Regions from separate parts of the Sus scrofa genome. Here all the other regions are linked to region 1. A link is a contact called in public HiChIP or PLAC-seq and promoter capture Hi-C data. All regions are on one chromosome and are shown on one strand. Each heading gives the region's core, a stretch centred on a gene start, on an enhancer-like site or on the middle of the called end of the contact. The rest is flanking DNA. Distances are from core to core; before and after follow the strand shown. Region 1 holds the start of ESD (esterase D). Region 2 holds the start of ITM2B (integral membrane protein 2B). Region 3 holds the start of SUCLA2 (succinate--CoA ligase [ADP-forming] subunit beta, mitochondrial).

Region 1 (2,793 bases), core at 140-2,639:
TTTTTGCTATTTATTGGGCTGCTCCTGCGGCATATGGAGGTTCCCAGGCTAGGGGTTGAATCGGAGCTGTAGCCGCCGGCCTACGCCAGAGCCACAGCAACGCGGGATCCGAGCCGCGTCTGCAACCTACACCACAGCTCACGGCAACGCCAGATCGTTAACCCACTGAGCAAGGGCAGGGACCGAACCCGCAACCTCATGGTTCCTAGTCAGATTCGTTAACCACTGCGCCACGACGGGAACTCCTTGGGTACTGTTTTAGTTGTGAAACTCAGTTTGAAGAAAATTCCCTTTTCGGTGATTTATATTTTTAAAATGGTAGAAAATAAAACATTTTTCATTTCAATGCTTTCTCAAAATGAAAATAGTATTTTAAGTACCAATTTTGGGCTGAATTCCAATCGATATAGCTCCACAGGTGCAACCCACAAGTCACTGTGGCCAAATGGACCCGCGCCATGTAATCTCTTCTGTAGCATCTATAACATCAGTTTCAATAGAGGTCACTTCACTTACCAGTCCTTTCAGGAAGATATGCCACATAATTTGCAGGGTCCAGTGCAAAACGAAAATATGAGGCCCCTTTCAAAATTTCTTAACAATGTGGCACAGGAAAGAAATTAAGGGCAGGGTCCTTCGGCGATCTTGCTCTACTGCACGGGCTGCATGCCCACAAAACCAGTTTTGTCCTTCCGAAGATGTCATTCACAATCTGATGGCCTAGCTGTTAAATTTTTTTAAGGGTTTTGTTTTGTTTTGTTTGTAATCAGATTTAATTTTCTCAACAGGCAAAGTACATCACAATCAATTTGGTTAAGGCAAGCCAAGGAAGCAAAAGGTCAAGGAACTATTTGTTGTTAAGTCAGCAACCAGCAACTATATTACTCAATTCTTCTAACACTGAGAGAAGGAAGAAAAAAGGACACCGGTGAAGCACCTACTACTTTTCTAGCACAGGTGATTTTTTTCAATGGCTTTTGTTTAACCCCAGCTACCAAATAGGGGAACTGAAATTATGTCCCGGTTTCTAAATAACCTCAAAGGATTAGGCGGAAACATTTTCCACGAGTTAAATGGGGCCAGATCTCGTGTTTATTCAAGCCTCAGCCTTACTAAGCGTCCCCTGAGAAGGGTCGGGACCATAGCGCCTGGCGGGTGCTTGACTTCGGATCCGTCACAGGAAGTGGAGCCGCAGAGAGTTCTCCCGGGAAATGTGAGGTCAGGGAGGCGGGCGCTGGGGGCGGGGTCTTCTGGGCGGAGCCTTCGGGGCGGGGTCGATGAGGGGCGGGGCTGAGGAGTAGGGACCCTAGTGGGCGGGCCCGAGATGGGCGGGTCCGGTGGTTGGGACCGAGGGGCGGGCCCTAGAGGGGGTGGGACCGAGGCGGTGGCACAGCGGCCATGTTGAAGCTCCGCCTTTCCCTGACGGCTACTGCTCGGCCTCCGGCTGCTGCCGTAGGTAAGACTGGGGCTGGGCCGAGGTCCGTACGTCCTGGGCCGGCCAGGGTCTCCTGCTGCACGGATGACACTGTGGGGCTGTGGGGCCGGATAGGGGAGGACGCTGAGGCCTGCGGCGAGTCGCATGGGCGCAAATGCGAAGACCGCGCGGCCTCTGTCCGGGAGAACGACCAAGCCTTGGCAGGAAGCCGAGGGAGGGGCACTGGACCTTTTCCTCTCTGCGCTTCCAAGCATGTGTACCCCGGGGCATTCGGGCGTGCGATCTTTGCGGAGCAGGTGCGGGTGTCTCTAGAGCCCGCTACGCCTCTGTAGCTTTTCCTGCGGGAAGTGGATGTGTCCCCCGCTCGTGGAGGAAGCAGACCCAAAATGTTCGGAGGCCCCATGGGCGCCTGGGTCAGGAAGCCCGTGCGCATCTCCGGACGCTTGCAAGCACTTTCGAAGCCTGATCGTGTTGTAAATGCGCTGTCAGAGTTGTGTAGGGATCTGGAGGTCATGTCTCACGGGGTCGCCAGGGAGATAGCACTTGAGCAGAACTTGGAGGGCATTCGATGTTGCGGGAATAATGATAACTAACATTTGTGTATCATGGCCGGCAGTGTTCCAAGTATGTGAATTAACTTACCTAGTCCCAGGAACAGCCCTATCAGGTAGATCATATTAATAGGCCCATTTTGCAGATGGGGAAATGAGGCATAGGAGTTCCTGCTGTGGCAGTGGGTTAAAGGATCCCTCTTGCCTCATCTGCTACTGGGGTTCAGTCGCTGGCCTGGGAACTTACATATGCTGAGAGTGTGGCCATAAAAAAAAAAAAAAAAAAAAAAAAAAAAAAAAAAAAAAAGAGCTATGAGGTAGTTTGCCCAAAATCACTACCACTACCAAGTACTACGACTTAGTAGTACCTGGTGAAGCCAGAATCTGAACCTGAAGGGTTTGGCTCCACAACCTACCTGGTCCCAAACCGTTATACCATGGCACCCAGTAGAAACATCCAGGCTATCCTAGAATTATGTACATAATTGAGTTCGACTAAATTAAAGTAATAGAAAACAAGGCCAGAAAAATAGTCTGGGACCGTTGAAGACAATTTTAAGAGCCAGGGTGAGGTGTTTAGAGCTCATGGATGCTGTGGGTTTTTCCCTAGGGTGGATTAAAAATTCATCTATGGGCAAGCCATGTGAATTTTTGTGAAGGAAAAGAAATTATGTTTAGTACACAGTTAAAAATGTGATCCCAGTATATATGGAGCCTTATTCATCCTTATCTTTTTGTCAATGTATAGTTTCACTTTTATTTATTTACTTTTTTTTTTTTTTTTTTTGTCTTTTTGCTATTTCTTTG
Region 2 (2,793 bases), core at 91-2,590, 1.3 Mb before region 1:
TATTTTTCACACACTTTCTTACAGTGTGTTTTCCTTTGAATAGCAGTAATTTTCATCAGACCATATAAAAAATGCTTATTACTCATACCTGCACAAACTATTTTTTTAAAGGTAAAACTCAGTTTTAACTTAGTTAAAACACCCTACTTATAACAGGTCTGGAAAAATGCTAACGAAAAATTCAGAAATAAACGATGCAACCTAAATAACTTCTACAATTAATTTCTCTAGGATTAAATTTTAGCAGCCTAAAAGATCTGGTAGAAAGAGGCTGTGAGGCTTTCCTATTTAACTTCTGCGACAATTACCATCATGTCTCAAATGATATTGTAAGCACTAAAACTTAGCACAATTACGGTTCCTTTCGTCATTTTTGCTTAGGGCTAAAAGAGAGATTTTTCTAAAATTAAGGACCATTTAAAAAGGGACATAGGACAAGTTTCTTAACGTTTAGTTTCACTTAGCGTAAGGGGTTCTCGTAAAGATACTGATATAATTTAAAATTAATTGTCGGTTTTGCACTAACATCCACATGGTAATTACTGATCTTCACCGGGCATATGTGCTTTAATTATAAATTAACAGCCAGAACCAACTGAGCAGACCGTCACCTTGCTTTCTCCCCTCACCCGCTCCCTTGCCCCGTCTCCGGACCCCACCGTGAACTTCGTCTGCCAGTACCGAAAGGCCGTGGGAAATGAGAAGGTGAAGAAGAAAAGGCTTTTAAAATTAAGAGGCTTACAGGAGCCAGACTTAGTCCAAGGGCTGTTTAGCCTGGAAACGAAAGTAAGAAGCAAGAGAGGTTTAGGCTTGTTATGATGTCAGCCATTTTAGACACATTATTTATACTGGGAGGAAGTGCCAAACTCTGTTGTTGTTTTTGTTGTTTTGCATGTCGTCGCTGGGCTCCAGGTCCACCGAACCCAGTCCCGGCCCCACGCACATTCCCCGACTGCACCAACGACCGTGCACTCGGCACAGTTCTCCAACGGGCCTCCTCGCTCCAGGCCTCCCCCAAGCCCCCGCTCCCGGCTCCGCTTTCTGCACACGCACTTTCTCACAAAGAAGCTGCGCCGGACAAGAAAGGGGAGCAGCCTGCGAAAAAGGAGAGGTCGGCCCTCTCGGGGAGCCTGTCCCGCGCCTCCTCGGGCGCAGAGCCGCCCCGGCCCCACCAGCTCTCCCCGCGGGCCCAGCGCCCTCTCCCCCGAGCCCTGGCCCTCGGACCTTGCAGTCCACCGCGACGGTGTCGGGGGGGATGATGAGCGCCTCCTCTCCGCTCTTGGGCTCGTCCTTCTTGGCCTCCTTCTGGGCCAGAGCCGAGTTGAACGTCACCTTCACCATGGCGCGGCCTGGGGCGCCCTCGGCGGCGGCTGCGGGCTCGGGCGCGGGCTGCGGGCTCCTGCTACGGCTGCAGCCTCCTCGGCAGGGCTCCGAACGCGGCTCAGCAGCAACCGGAGACAAGCAGCTCCGCAGCGACAGAGGTGGCTACTGCTGCAGGGTTACTGAAGCCTCGCAGCTCCCAGGCGAGGGCGGCGACGGCTCGCTCGGCCCCCCTCCCCCGAAGGCGGGGCCAGAGGCGGGCAAACCGGGAGGGGGGCACAGGGGGCGGGGTCGGAGGCGGGCCGGGCGGGGTCGAGCAGGCCGACCCGACGTGCAGATGTGTTGGGGAGTCTGACCCTGGGTGGAAGGAGGGATCCGGCTGGGAAGGAAGGGGTCCTTCTGCGTGCGGGCGTGAGTTTTGCAGTTCTGAATTCGTTTCCAATCAGTTTGCCACTGAGCACAAGGTTGCAGCTTTGGAGCAAAAGCAGGTGAACTTTCCTGGGTGCGCCGCGGACAATGGATTAACCTCTGGCAGCAGCAGCCCACCATTCCCTGCCTGGTGTCAACCAGGAATCGAAAGGCCGTGGAATTTGGGGGCGTTTACACCTCCATTTTCTCACTTTATTATGGAACCGGCTCAGTGGAGCAAAGAAATGTTGAATTCGCTCTATCCAAGTGATCTGACTACTTTATCTTCCCGGACCTCACCCAAGGGCGTTACTCTACTCAGACTTGCCTTTTCTTCTCCACCCTCCACCCCACCTCACCCCCGCCCCTCACCCCTCGCCCCCCGCCCTCGCAAGGTCAGTGGCTGCCCTGCCTAGTCCCAGAGCAGTTCGGAGGAAGACTCTTGGCAGATTTGTGTTTCATACATCTCAGATTTCGGAAACAAAATGTTCCCTACTTGTGTCGACTTGGACAAAACCCACATGCACACAAGGCTGATTTGTGATTCATATTTGATGATGAGTCTTTTGTAGCTTTCTGCAAAATTTAAAAAATCTTATGGATAATGCAGAGTTATGTTTGGAAGAGATTTCGTTTGCAACTAATTGGAGAGAGGATTCTGGCTCGCACTGTTACTGGGTTAATGACTGTGTCAACAGATGGCTCTTTGGATAAATGGTTGATCTTGTACCCTTTTTCCACCCGCCTCTGTCCTGGTTCAACCCTGGATGTGGGTGTACCCTAGAATGTTTCAGCTGCGTCAGCTCTTCCCTGAGTCAACCATGAAAAAAGTAGACTGAGTCTGAGGTTCTGGGGGATTTGGCTCTGCTCAAGGAGGGGGTTAGGTCTCTTAGTCTCTGCATAGAATCAGATCACCATTCCCTGCAAAACATTCCAAGTTCCCAGAATCTCAGATCATAGTAACCCAGCCCAAACCTTGAGTCTGCGGTAGGCATTCCAAAATTTGAGTGAAAATGAATTAAATGTTCAATTGCAAATAGTAAGATTTAGGTTCCAGTCCTGCTG
Region 3 (2,793 bases), core at 113-2,612, 1.0 Mb before region 1:
CCAAGGATGGAATCAGAGCCACAGTAGTGACAATGCCAAATCCTTATCCGCTAAGCCACCAGAGAACTCCAGAAAAGCTTCCCAGGTGATTCTGATACCTCTGGGTTGGTTATGTGGTCAGGGAATGTTGCATGCCTTTCCAGTGAACAAAGAATGTTACCTACCCTTTCATTTCGAAAAGGATCAAGCCATCATCGGCCACTGCTGTCTCAGACATCTTCCTCCCCCGTGGTCCACCCTGAGTGGGATTCAGGATGGAAAACAGGAAGCATTCTGTTCTCTGGATACTGGCCCTAGAGAGTTAAGATGCAGCTAAGGAATAATTTCAATGAAGCCAGCATCTTCCCATAACTAGAAAAGTACTAAAATCATTAACTTGAGATGTCTATTCTTTGTGATCAGCCATAATACTTTCATGTTCTTTTTCTTAGCATAAATCTTCCTGCATCCTGGCTTCTCCTGAAACCAGGCAAGATCCTGGGCACAAAAACTTTTTCCTGTGCATTAACTGGAAATGCACTGCAGTGGCTAACTGCAGCGTAGCCACTAAAGCAGGATTCCTGTTCCTCCTCAATAAATAAACCTAAGAGCATCGTTGAGTTCTTCTGTAGGAACTAAGGCATCCACCCAGGTGGAGTATGGTAATTTCAGGCTCAGCCCATGATTCATGGAACAGCACCCTGCTATCACCCCACCAACCAATCAGCAGAAAGCCTTCCACCCCTCAGGCCTCACCCCAAATTTCTCCTATAAAAACTCCCTGAAAACTATCTGGGAGTTCGGGTCTTTTCAGCTACAGCCATCTGCTTTCCTTGCTTGGCCCTGCAATAAACCTTTCTCTGTTCCAAACTCCAACCTTTCATTTTGGCCTCACTGTGCATAAGGCACACGGACTAACACTCCCGTACCTTTTCAGAGCGGTTTTCCTACTGAGACACTGTCTCTTGGCTACAGTCCTCAGTAACTAGCGGCTGTCCATCTTCTGTTTGAGAGCAGAATCACTGTTTTATTCACTGCTGTAACCCAAAGCTCAGCTGCAGTGTTCAGCACAAAACAGACTTGCAGTACTTATTTTCTGAATGAACCCCAAGTTACAGAGGGGGCACCACCTGAGGCTCAGGTTAAGATCACACAGGTGGTGGCGCTGGTGGTCCCTCTACTACATTTTGCTAGGAAAACTTCGGTGGCTGAGCAGCGGCTGCAGGTCGGACCTTGAGGCTGCGGTGTCCGGTTACAAAGGTCAAAGTTTGCTCTGGGCAAGCCAAGCCCAGCTTCTCAGCAGCAATTCTTGCTTTGCCTGCCCAGGGTGTCCCGCCACTGCGAAGTTAACCCGAGACCCCGCCCCATGGGCGGGGCCAGGGGCGGTGCGCGCGTCCCGGGGCGCAGCGTCTCTGGTCGCTTCGAGCTTCTGCGCCTGCGCCCGGCGCCCGGGGGCCTGGGTCAGACTCAGAAATGGCGGCCTCCATGTTCTACAGCCGGCTGTTGGCTGCCGCCACCCTTAGGAATCACCGACCCCGGACGGCACTGCAGACCGCCGCCCAGGTACTGCGGTCGAGCCGGCTCTCGCTTCGAGGGTCGGCAGGAGAAAGGGCGACGTGGGGGATTGGCACCTGTGGGCGAGGTGTGAAGGGATCCGGGGCCCGGCTCGGGGTCACCCCACCGTCAGTGACATTGGGTGACAAGAGATGCCACTCCGGGCCCACGGGAGGCTTGCCCGGGAGTGCTGCCTGCCAAGACCGCGAGCCGGCTCATGTTTGCGCCTTTCTGTCCCCGCCTTCATTCTGCGAAGAGCTGTGGCCATCTGGCCCGGGCTGCTCGTCCAGTTTCCGAGGGGGCGGAGGAGAGCCAGGATGGGTAGCTAGTGGCGAGGCGGGGGTCGAGCACTTTCTCCTGCTGCTCCCGCGACCGGCGCAGTGCGCCGAGACTTCTTCGGCCCGCCTTTGGGCTGGGAGGGGAATGCCCTTCAGATGTACTTTTGTGCCTCAGGAGCTGTCATAGATGGGAATGGCTTCACATAACCAGCAGTGCTTGCTGACTGGTCTTTTCTGGGACTCAGCCGGGAAGTTTCTCATGTCTTCCAAGTAGCTGTGTACTGTTTTGTTTAATAGTGGTAATTACCAATTGGGAAGAAAAATCTTTTAGCTTTAGGAGTGTGGGTGGGGTGTATGTGGGGTGTGTAGTGCGTGTGCGTGTGCGTGTGTGTGTGTGTGTGTGTAGTAACAGGAGCAAGGGGTTGTTTGCAGCAAAGTAAGGGTTTATTTGCAGAGTGCAAGCGAGGGAGTGGTAGACAAGTCACAGATCTATTCCAGCTTGGTCTTTGAGTTGGAGTGTTTTTAAAGGGGAAGAACAAAGAAGCTGGGATTAATCATCAGCTTCTGTAATTTCTGTGACATTTTTAAATTCTAGTTTCAGGGACTCAGATTATCTCCTGTTTCTGATTCTTTTGCCAAATGGTCCGTGGCTCCAGGGCCTATTAGCTCATCTTGACCTGGAGAAACAACCTGAGTTTGTACTTTAATGATGACATCTGCAGTATTACGTTTAGTTCATTAGTGATGTTATCAACGACAGCAATTTTAGTTACCTGACTGGTTGATTAATGTTCAGTTAGAGATTGGTGGGAACAAAAAGGGAATAAAAATTGGGGTAGACAGATTAATCATAAATTCGTTAAGGAAACTTGGTTTTAGGGGCTCAGTTTAATGTATGGAGCATATACTGTGTGCCGGGAACTGTTCCAAGCATTTTACGCGTATCTCTCATTAGGCTTTTCAGCATCACTGTAAAAAGTCA

The links. Promoter capture Hi-C pulls out the DNA fragments that hold promoters and counts their contacts. HiChIP or PLAC-seq counts read pairs in DNA pulled down with a chosen protein or histone mark.
Region 2: a promoter capture Hi-C map of liver shows a contact between it and region 1, with 2.7 times the contacts expected there. The contact joins the promoter of ITM2B here to the promoter of ESD in region 1. A contact is called at or near these places in 1 of 5 promoter capture datasets (liver) and 1 of 47 Hi-C or Micro-C datasets (heart right ventricle).
Region 3: an H3K27ac HiChIP or PLAC-seq map of alveolar macrophages shows a contact between it and region 1. The contact joins the promoter of SUCLA2 here to the promoter of ESD in region 1. A contact is called at or near these places in 1 of 5 promoter capture datasets (liver) and 1 of 2 datasets of contacts at active chromatin or transcription factors (alveolar macrophages).

What each region holds. Positions count from the first base shown.
Region 1 is chr11:20,650,915-20,653,707 of Sscrofa11.1, forward strand. ESD (esterase D) reads left to right here and starts at 1,390. Exons shown (of 9, transcript NM_214060.1): 1 at 1,390-1,456.
Region 2 is chr11:19,376,359-19,379,151 of Sscrofa11.1, forward strand. ITM2B (integral membrane protein 2B) reads right to left here and starts at 1,341. Exons shown (of 6, transcript NM_001042375.1): 1 at 1,225-1,341. The coding sequence starts at 1,341.
Region 3 is chr11:19,615,053-19,617,845 of Sscrofa11.1, forward strand. It overlaps SUCLA2 (succinate--CoA ligase [ADP-forming] subunit beta, mitochondrial), which reads left to right and starts at 1,363. Exons shown (of 11, transcript XM_021065584.1): 1 at 1,363-1,542. The coding sequence starts at 1,453. It overlaps LOC106504670 (a long non-coding RNA gene), which reads right to left and starts at 1,299. Exons shown (of 3, transcript XR_001298332.2): 1 at 909-1,299; 2 at 165-293.